Linked DNA regions of Mus musculus: region 1 is linked to region 2. The links are chromatin contacts, called in public Micro-C maps. All regions are on one chromosome and are shown on one strand. Each heading gives the region's core, a stretch centred on a gene start, on an enhancer-like site or on the middle of the called end of the contact. The rest is flanking DNA. Distances are from core to core; before and after follow the strand shown.

Region 1 (4,078 bases), core at 442-2,941, 60 kb after region 2:
GCTGACGTGATCTCAGACAGTCTCTATGCCCTCTGGGTCCCATCAGCAAAATGAAGGTGGATGGTGGCAGCTGCTGTGTTCCCCACAAGACTGAACATCTGAGAAAGCTTCACGACTCACTGACTAAACCACCAGTGTCTTACTGTTCTTGTCGAAAGGTAATGAGAAAATCAAATTGTATCCCATTAAGGAAATATGTTTATAACTAAATTACCCCTGAGAACTTCATGCTTCCTGGAAAGGTCTTTCATTGCTCTCCTAATATGAAATTTACCAGGAAACCCATGTTTTTCTGAGTAGCCAGTAAACATATTTTGAAATGTTTTATTCTATGACAGCCTCTTTTGGCCATCTACATGTGATTTGTTGGAAGAGATCCTAGACAGATATTATTATTATTATTATTATTATTATTATTATTATTATTATTATTATTATTAAAAGGGATAAAAATCAATCAAATAGCCCAGAAGCATCTCACTGGGAGGAGACCCATTCTTCAATCAAACTCGCCACAAGTCCACTGTCACAAACTCAGCCTGATCACCATGCCCATGTCCACAAGACCTTACTGGTCCTGTGCCTGTTAACCATATACAGTAGTTACTGTGTCTGAGTTTAATATCGTTCCCCTTCCTTCTTGCCTAAAATACATGTACAATGTTCTTTGCCACATCTGCATTTAAAAAAAAAAAAAAAACCAAAACCACTTAGTGCTTAGAGCACAGTTCTGTCAGGGAATAGAGGGAGAGCTTTCAGAAGTGTACTTTTACACAGCTGCCTTTGCTTAGTCACTGTGCCCCAGTGTTTTCATCTGAAAAAATGGGCACACTACTCTCCAACCCTGAGCTTACTTTACAGTGGTCAGTATTAACCAGTTTACCGTACAAAACTGAACAAGAACAGGCCTGGCTTTGTGTAATCCAAACTTCATATCAAATTCTAAGGTAATGTGATTTTTCACGGTGTTTGTTGGGTAAGTTGTCCGAGAAGGTGGTTTGACCTAAGTCTGGAAGGAAGCAACTGAAATGACTTGGTAGAGAAAGATGTGTTGGTTTTCCTTGGCCATAATCACTTACTTACTCATAATTCTATAATTTGAGAAACAAGTGTGTCCAGACACGGCCTCTGGGCCAAACATAGTTATGAGAGTGGTCTGATCAAAATTTGTAAACTTGCTGAAAGTTTGGTGTGCATGTATGTGAGAGTGTGGTGTGTAATGTGTACATGCATGTGTGCATGTGTGTGTATATGTGGTGTATGTGTGTGTGTATGTGTGATGAAAGTGGTCTGATTGAAACTTGTAAACTTGCTGAAAGTGTGTGTGTCTGTGTGAGTGTGGTGTGTGTGTGTGTGTGTGCGTGCATGTGTGTATGTGTTGTGTGTGTGCGTGCGTGCGTGTGTATGTGTGGTGTGAGTGCGCGCACGTGTGTGCATGTGTGTGTATATGTGGCATATGTGTGTGTGTGCATGTGTTCATAACACGATTGCAGGATTTTTTTTAGCATGAACTTTGTAGATGAAAATGCCGTGTTGTAATGTCAAAAGATTAAACACATAAAATATGGGTTGGCAGGTGTGACCAATCTTTGCTTGTTTCAGGATTTTCCCTGTCCAATCACATTAGGGCAGTGGGAGACCTGTGATTGGACAGAGAACGGGAGGCGGGGCTAAGAGTCTCAGAGTTTGTCAGAGGGGAGGAGAAGCAAAATGGCTGCTGACGTATACCCGAGTTTTATTTTCCAGCCACAAGTAGCCTTGATTTCATAAGGTTAGAAATATTGGAATAAGACTTTTATCATTATCAATTGGCTCTGAAATTATTGTATTGGCATCTTGTAAATTGTAATTCTATTGATACATAAATCTGCTTGGTTAAGCTTTGAGAGTCTTGATTCTACCGGATAATTAGGTGTTGAGATGACCAACCATGGGATGCGTAGGGCATTGCGTGGTAGTGAGAGGAACTGGGGACGCTGGAGAGATGGCCCGGAGGGAGCTGTGTGGTCCTGCTTGGCCAGAGTTGGCGAGCCGGCAGGAGCGCGGGAGCGTGATCCGGCCCTGCAGAGCATTGTGGGTTCATCTTTTAAATATTTCCCGCAGCTGACTGGGCCACTCAAGATGGTGTCTTTATATACAGTACGGACATATCAGGAAGCAGTGGGCCAGGGATCTCTCAGTCCTTATAGTTTCTCTTGCTCTTCTCATGGTCATGGTGGCTTATCTTTTTAGAGTGTGCCCAGCTACCCCTAAAGCAGGGAATCTTTTGCCTGTGTTGAGACTCTCAAGAACTTCGCTGTATTTTACCGGTGAAAGAAGTCCCAGGATCAGTCTCCAGAGGAGGGCTGTGTTACTCAACATTCAACCACTATAGCAAGCCCCAGAGGTGATCAGTTTATAAAGAGGAAAGGTTTCGCTGGCTCGTGGATTCACAAATTTCAGCCATGTTCAGGTGGGAAGGCTGAAGGATCACTGAAGGAGGAGATGCTGAAGCCGTTCAATTCACAGTGAGGGGACAAAAAGAAAGGAAGACAGGCTTAAGTGCTCACTTATCCTCTTAAATGGTGCACTTCCAGGGGCCCAAAGCCTCATCGAAGGCCCCACTACTCAAAGGCTTCCCTGCCTCCCACCCGAGCCCTCCCAAAGACAGAATATTTAATACTCAGAACTTTATACCAAAACGTAAGAAGGAACTAGAGCTGACCAAGAGGAGCAGGAAGCACGGTTCACTGGATCCACTGTGAAATGGGCTAACGCGGAGATAAGTCAGAAGGCCTCCTGGGATCAACCAAGGTGAGCAGAGGAGGCCTGAAAACGGGTACTTAGCTGTCGATTTAAATAGAAACACCACCTGCAGCTTTATTTGGTTCTAAAATAGTTCTTGGCTAGGGGATGTAGCTCAGTGTTAAGACTTACCTACCATGTTGGTTCATGGCCAGAACTGCAAAAGAACAACCATATCATGGTATACACCCTGTGTTAATTAGCTTCCTGTCACTGTGACAAAAAAATTAAATAAAACAAAGCAAAAAAAAAAAAAAAAAAAAAAAAAAAAAAAAAAAAACCCTGGGAAAACTTAAAGGAGGAAATATTTATTTTGGCTGATGCTGGGTGGATTCTGGGCTTTAGTAAGACAAGCCATGTGACAGAAAGTGTGGGAGCACATGGTGGAACAGAATAGCTCTCTGCAAGTATCTGGGCCCCAGCGGGGTGACAGAGAAGTGCCCTTCAAAAAAAGCATCCTCCCAGTGGTCACTTCCTCCAAAGGGCTCAGGCAGTAACGCTCCGTCGCCAGCTGGTGGCGCTGTTTGAGGTGGCTTCAGAGGCAAAGCCTCGGGTCTCTGGAGGTTGGCTTTGAGTGTTCACAGACTTGCCCCACTTCAAGTTCTGTTTCATTCTTGCTGTAGATGAGGTCTCTCAGCTTCCAGCTCTTGCCGCCATGCCTGCTGCTCACTGCCATTCTTCCCCACCGCGGTGGACCCTCTGGAACCACGAGCCAAAATAAATTCCTTCTATATAAGTCGCCTTGGTCATAGGGTTTTATCCCAGCAACAGAAAAGTAACTACTACATCCTCCTAAGAGCCCACCCTGTACTGAGCCGCTTCTTCATAGCTTTAACCCCCTCGTGAGGCAGTGGCTACTCTATAATGTCACCATCCAGGAGTTAAGCCTTCGATACGCGAGAGGGATAGTCCTTATCCAAATGGTGGCATTTCTTAAACAATAAGATTCCAAGATCCAAATTAGGAAATGTAGAACCCTCGAACCCAAGCACCCCTAAAATCCTTATCCTGGGGAATTTGAATAATCCTTCTCCAATTCTGTGTCAAATTTGCTTGTTGAGCTCACATAGAGATTTTCTTTAGCCCACAGTGAAGATAACAAGGCCCTAGGTGTGACTCTACCAGGAAGTTTGTTCCTGTGGGTGCTCTTTTCAGAGCTCATCGGCAGTATTTTTTTTTTTTTTTCTCACTACTTTTGCCCGTCCTGTTTCTCAAAGCATCGATGTGGCTATGTTGTCTTATCCGGGGTTGTTTTTCCACGGAAACAGATTAAGAATTTTTTTTCAAAGAAATC
Region 2 (4,258 bases), core at 1,651-4,150:
GAGAAAGAGAGTAAGGGGGAGAGGAGAGGAGAGTAAGAGCAAGAGAACAAAGGAGTGAGAGAGCAAGGAGGGGTCAAACAGCCCCTCTTATGGTGTGGGCTATCTTTTCTTTTGCTATGGGTAGGCGTTTAGCCTGAAGGTCAGAAGCTTGGGACATTGCCTATGTGACTTCTAACCATGCTTCTCTTGTGGAGGCTGTGGGGGGCAGTAACTTAGGCAGGAGCTAGAGTTCCAGGAGCATGAGAGAACTCCTTCTGTCCCATGTAGGTAAATTATCATCACTGGGTCCAGGGGTTCAATATCTCAGCTCGACTGGAAGCCAGCCTGTCTGTGTATAACCCAATGCTCCACACTCATCCATGCTTGTGACGTGTTGGGGTGGCCATTGCAACTTCAATTTCCTTGCCATAGGCTCAGCATACAGGTCAGAGCCAACTTGGGAAGTTTTAGCCTCAGTCTGGTGGGACAGATGGAGCCAGAAGCGCAGTCGTTGGCAATGAAGGAACCTTTGAAGAGGATGGAATCGAAGCTCGTCATCTCCAGAGGAGTACAGATGGAGCCTGCATCTGAGAGGGGGATCTTGGATGCCCAGGTGCCTAGGTACTCACTAACTGCACAGAGGTGCCACACAGAACTCCATATACACAGCCTCCCATATACTTTAGATTACTTAGCATTTTTGTCTAAATATCTTTGATCTCTGATTGGTTGAATTCAAGGCCATGAAACCAGCGATCTTGGAAGATCAACTGAGATTAATTATGATTTATGGAGCAGGAAACTGTGAGCCAATAGGAAGAAGAGATTTTGTGGTTCCTTTGGGGAAACTTATTTTTTCAGACCAAATTTTTGTAGCTCTGGTAGGCCTAGAGCTCTGTCTATCAGCCAGACTGGACTTAAACTTATGGTGATTCTCCTGCCTTGGCCTCCAAAATGCTAGAATTGCTGGCGTACCATGAGAATTTGAGAAATTCTTAACCGAGGCAGAGAGGTTTACCTGTCTTGAAATGGTGAGTGTGGGACAAAAAGACACATTTGGATTGGCTGTCAAGGGCCATATTCCAGGACATGGGCTGGGAAATGGAGTGCAATGGGAGATTAAACAAACAAACAAACACTTCAATATTAAAAATAACAGCGTGGACTCAGGGCTGGAGAGATGGCTCAGTGGTTAAGAGCACTGACTACTCTTCCAGAGGTCCTGAGTTCAATTCCCAGCAACCACATGGTGGCTTGCAACTGTGTGTAATGGGATCTGATGCCCTCTTCTGGCATGTCTGAAGACAGCTACAGTGTACTCACACTGTATAGATGTGAGTATATGTAAAAAGGTGAGTATATGTAAAATAAATAAATAATTCTCTAAAAATAAAAGTATTGACTCAAGGTTAAGAGATGGCTCTGAACTTAAGAGTACTGGCTGCTCTTCAAGAGGACTCAGGCTTGAGTCCTAGCATCTACATGGTGGCTCACAGCTGCAATTCCAGCTCCAGGGGTTCTGGCTATGCCTTCTTGCAACCATGCACACTCTTGGTGCACAGACATACCTGCAGGCAAAGCATCCTTCACATAGAAAACAAAACAAAAACCTGAGTTCTTCTCAGAAGCTATCAACTGTCCCATAGCCCTTCAGCTGGGAGCAGGGGCTTGTGAGCCGTGCCCTTCACTCCCCAGGCTGGACCATTGATGCTTCCTTTATCTGTACTCCAGCCCTCTGCACTAGTGGGACTGACTCACCGATGACTTGGAACCCCCTACCAGCTCAATGGGAGCAAGAAGGAGCCATTGCTGTCTACAGCTCACAACGGCACTAGGGCAGAAGAGGCAAACTGGAGGATTACTGTAAGAATATGTGTTTCCAACAGCTGGTGAGAACTCCAGATTGCTTCTCTTTCTGCTATGTTCTTCTGGCTTCTTTGGACGTGGTATCACTAGGCAGTCTAGGCTGACCTGGAACTTGCTATCTACCCCAGGTTGGTCTCCAATTTGTTATCATCTTGTTTTAGTCTCTAAAATTCTGGGATTAACAGGCTGGTCCCACCATACCTGGCCTCTCTGCTCTGTATCTTATGCAGCAATTGAATTATTGGTGAACCCACACCCAACCCACTTGCCACCATACAGTCTAGGTAAATCCTTAATGTATGTGTTTTTGCATCTACAAAATTGGTACAATTGCTTTCAAATGAGGCTTCTGCCCTGGAAGACCCATCCCAGAGGGTGGCAGGATGTGGGGAATTTAGCCCTACATTGAATCCTAGTGGGCTAATGGGCCATAAACTAAGACTGAAGAGGAAGGAACTGAGAGAGGCCCAGGGCATCTGTGCTTCCCATGGGGCTTAGCAGTTCTCTGGGTTGCCTGGAGGCCAAAAGGTCCTGCCAGGGACAGATTGTGATAAAGCAGTTTAAAAAGCAAGAGGAAAGGGAGGGCCAGGGCGTACTTCCTGAAGTGAGCTACAGTGAGCATTGGGAACCTTATTTGTGCTGGGTGGAGAAAATTATTTGTTTTTTTCCTGGCCCTTTGGAAACCCAGACTCACCAGAAAGGAAAAAAAATATTTCACATTGCTTTAGCAAAGTTCAAATAGACTCTATGTTCCGCTGGAATAATCTGGAATGTATGTGCTAATTCTCTATTGCAGGTCTCAGTCCTGGGTAGGCCAGCCTTCCTTAATACAGATTTAAAGAAAAAACTGCTTCCCTCCAGGTTCTGTGCCTTAGGCTTGCCATCAAAATAAAGAGCATTTACATGAATTTGAACTTTCTGAACTATTATCATTGCTGGATCAATTCGGCCAAGCCTTTTCCCCAATACCGCTCTTCCTCCACACGTCCCTATCAGGAACCCACAGAGGCAGCCAGGTTTCCTTTAGTTTGAGGAACCCCGCTTTGCTCAGCAAGGCTCTTCATAAGCTGTCTCTCCTCTTTCACCCAACACAACTGTGTGCTTCACTTCTAAATTCTAGACCAGGCTAATCTCACGGTGACCTGCAGACACCAGATACTGTGAAGTTTTTGGCTTTGCAACATAAAGACAAGCCGAGGCCAATAGAGCACATTACACATGTTTATTCTTACATTCTATTTTGCATTCTTGTTTATGAAGCTTATCCTAATGGCTTCCCTCCAGCCCTTCTGGAGCTGACTCTGCTAGTGGCCTCCCTAAGGGATCCTCTACTCATGGCATGGGTAATGTGATCCCAGCTCAATGTAAAGCCCAATGGATGAGGCCAGTCAATCACCGAGGCTCCACCCACTGCCCACGACTGGTAGGAGTGACCATTGGTTGTGGAGGAAAAGGATCTTCACCGAGACTCTCAGCAGGGCCGCTTGCTCCTAAGAAACTGTCCTTTTCCTGTCACAGATGGACATCGCCATACTTGCTGGTTTTGCTTGGAACCTGTGAGGCAGGTGAGAGGCTGACAGACAGTCAGGAATAGCTACATGACAGAAGGAAAGAACTAGTTAACCCTAGTAGCTGCCTATTTCTGTACTGCCACACCACCTCCAGTAGGATCTGTGTGACAAGTTCCACAGACTGAGGCGACTGACCTCAAAAGGGGGAGTCTCCTGGAACTGGTTGTGGAACTCTTCACTGGAGAAAAATTATTGAGCCATAGTTCTTATGACAATCGATTTCTTTTGTTTTCTCATATTCCTTTTTCTTATTTTCATGTTCCAGGTAGCCTAGGCCAAGATCTTAAGCAAGAATAATGGGTAAGAAACCATCCCTAGAGATGGGGACACTAACATGACCTTATCCCCAGGGAAACCAACGCTTTACTTTCTAAATCATTTACAAAACTATGATTATAAAAACTTTCCCAACAATAAAATTTCATATGGCTACACATGTGTCATCAGAGGTGAGTTTTTGGTATGGTAAAGAAAGCCTTAATTAGGAAGAATTAAAATAGTTTAAATTTATGCATTGAAGATTTATTTAAAAAATCAGGCATTAGATGTTAAATAATAACTGACTATATGGGGCTGGAGAGTTAGCTCAGCAGTTAAGAGCACTGACCATAAAGATTTATTAATCTGCTCCTGTAAATATGCCACTAGCCTTGGACAATTGCCCCCATTGAATACATCCTTTTAAAATTGTTATATTTTGATGACTTATATTAATAATGATGTTACCTGTTTTGTTTGTGATTCACTGAATACATAGTTTCAGAGTTGTAATGCTTGGATGATTTTTTTGCTTTACTGTGTCAAATGAATTTTATTGGTATTTGTGATTGTTTCACTGGATA

The links. Hi-C and Micro-C count contacts between places; a contact is called where the count stands out from the background.
Region 1: a contact with region 2 is called in a Micro-C map of the G1E-ER4 cell line, with 3 times the contacts expected there. The contact joins the promoter of 4933404K13Rik here to the enhancer-like site in region 2. A contact is called at or near these places in 3 of 39 promoter capture datasets (the C10 cell line, embryonic stem cells and neutrophils), 3 of 15 datasets of contacts at CTCF or cohesin (the NIH/3T3 cell line, large pre-B cells and pro-B cells), 12 of 484 Hi-C or Micro-C datasets (the 63-12 cell line, B cells, the C10 cell line and 9 more) and 1 of 115 datasets of contacts at active chromatin or transcription factors (the 230-238 cell line).

Annotation. Positions count from the first base shown.
Region 1 is chr10:43,824,216-43,828,293 of GRCm38.p6, forward strand. It overlaps 4933404K13Rik (RIKEN cDNA 4933404K13 gene), which reads left to right and starts at 1,692. Exons shown (of 3, transcript NR_131055.1): 1 at 1,692-1,771.
Region 2 is chr10:43,763,086-43,767,343 of GRCm38.p6, forward strand. 1700027J07Rik (RIKEN cDNA 1700027J07 gene) reads left to right here. Exons shown (of 4, transcript NR_040581.2): 2 at 412-600; 3 at 1,711-1,973; 4 at 2,642-2,751. Among named protein-coding and RNA genes, the nearest start is that of 1700027J07Rik, 19 kb to the left of the region's middle. Within about 2 kb of position 2,901, at least 38 of the 459 cell types and tissues checked have an H3K27ac peak or open chromatin away from gene starts, as enhancers often do. A contact at or near this core is called in B cells, the G1E-ER4 cell line, pre-B cells and 1 more, where this site is marked.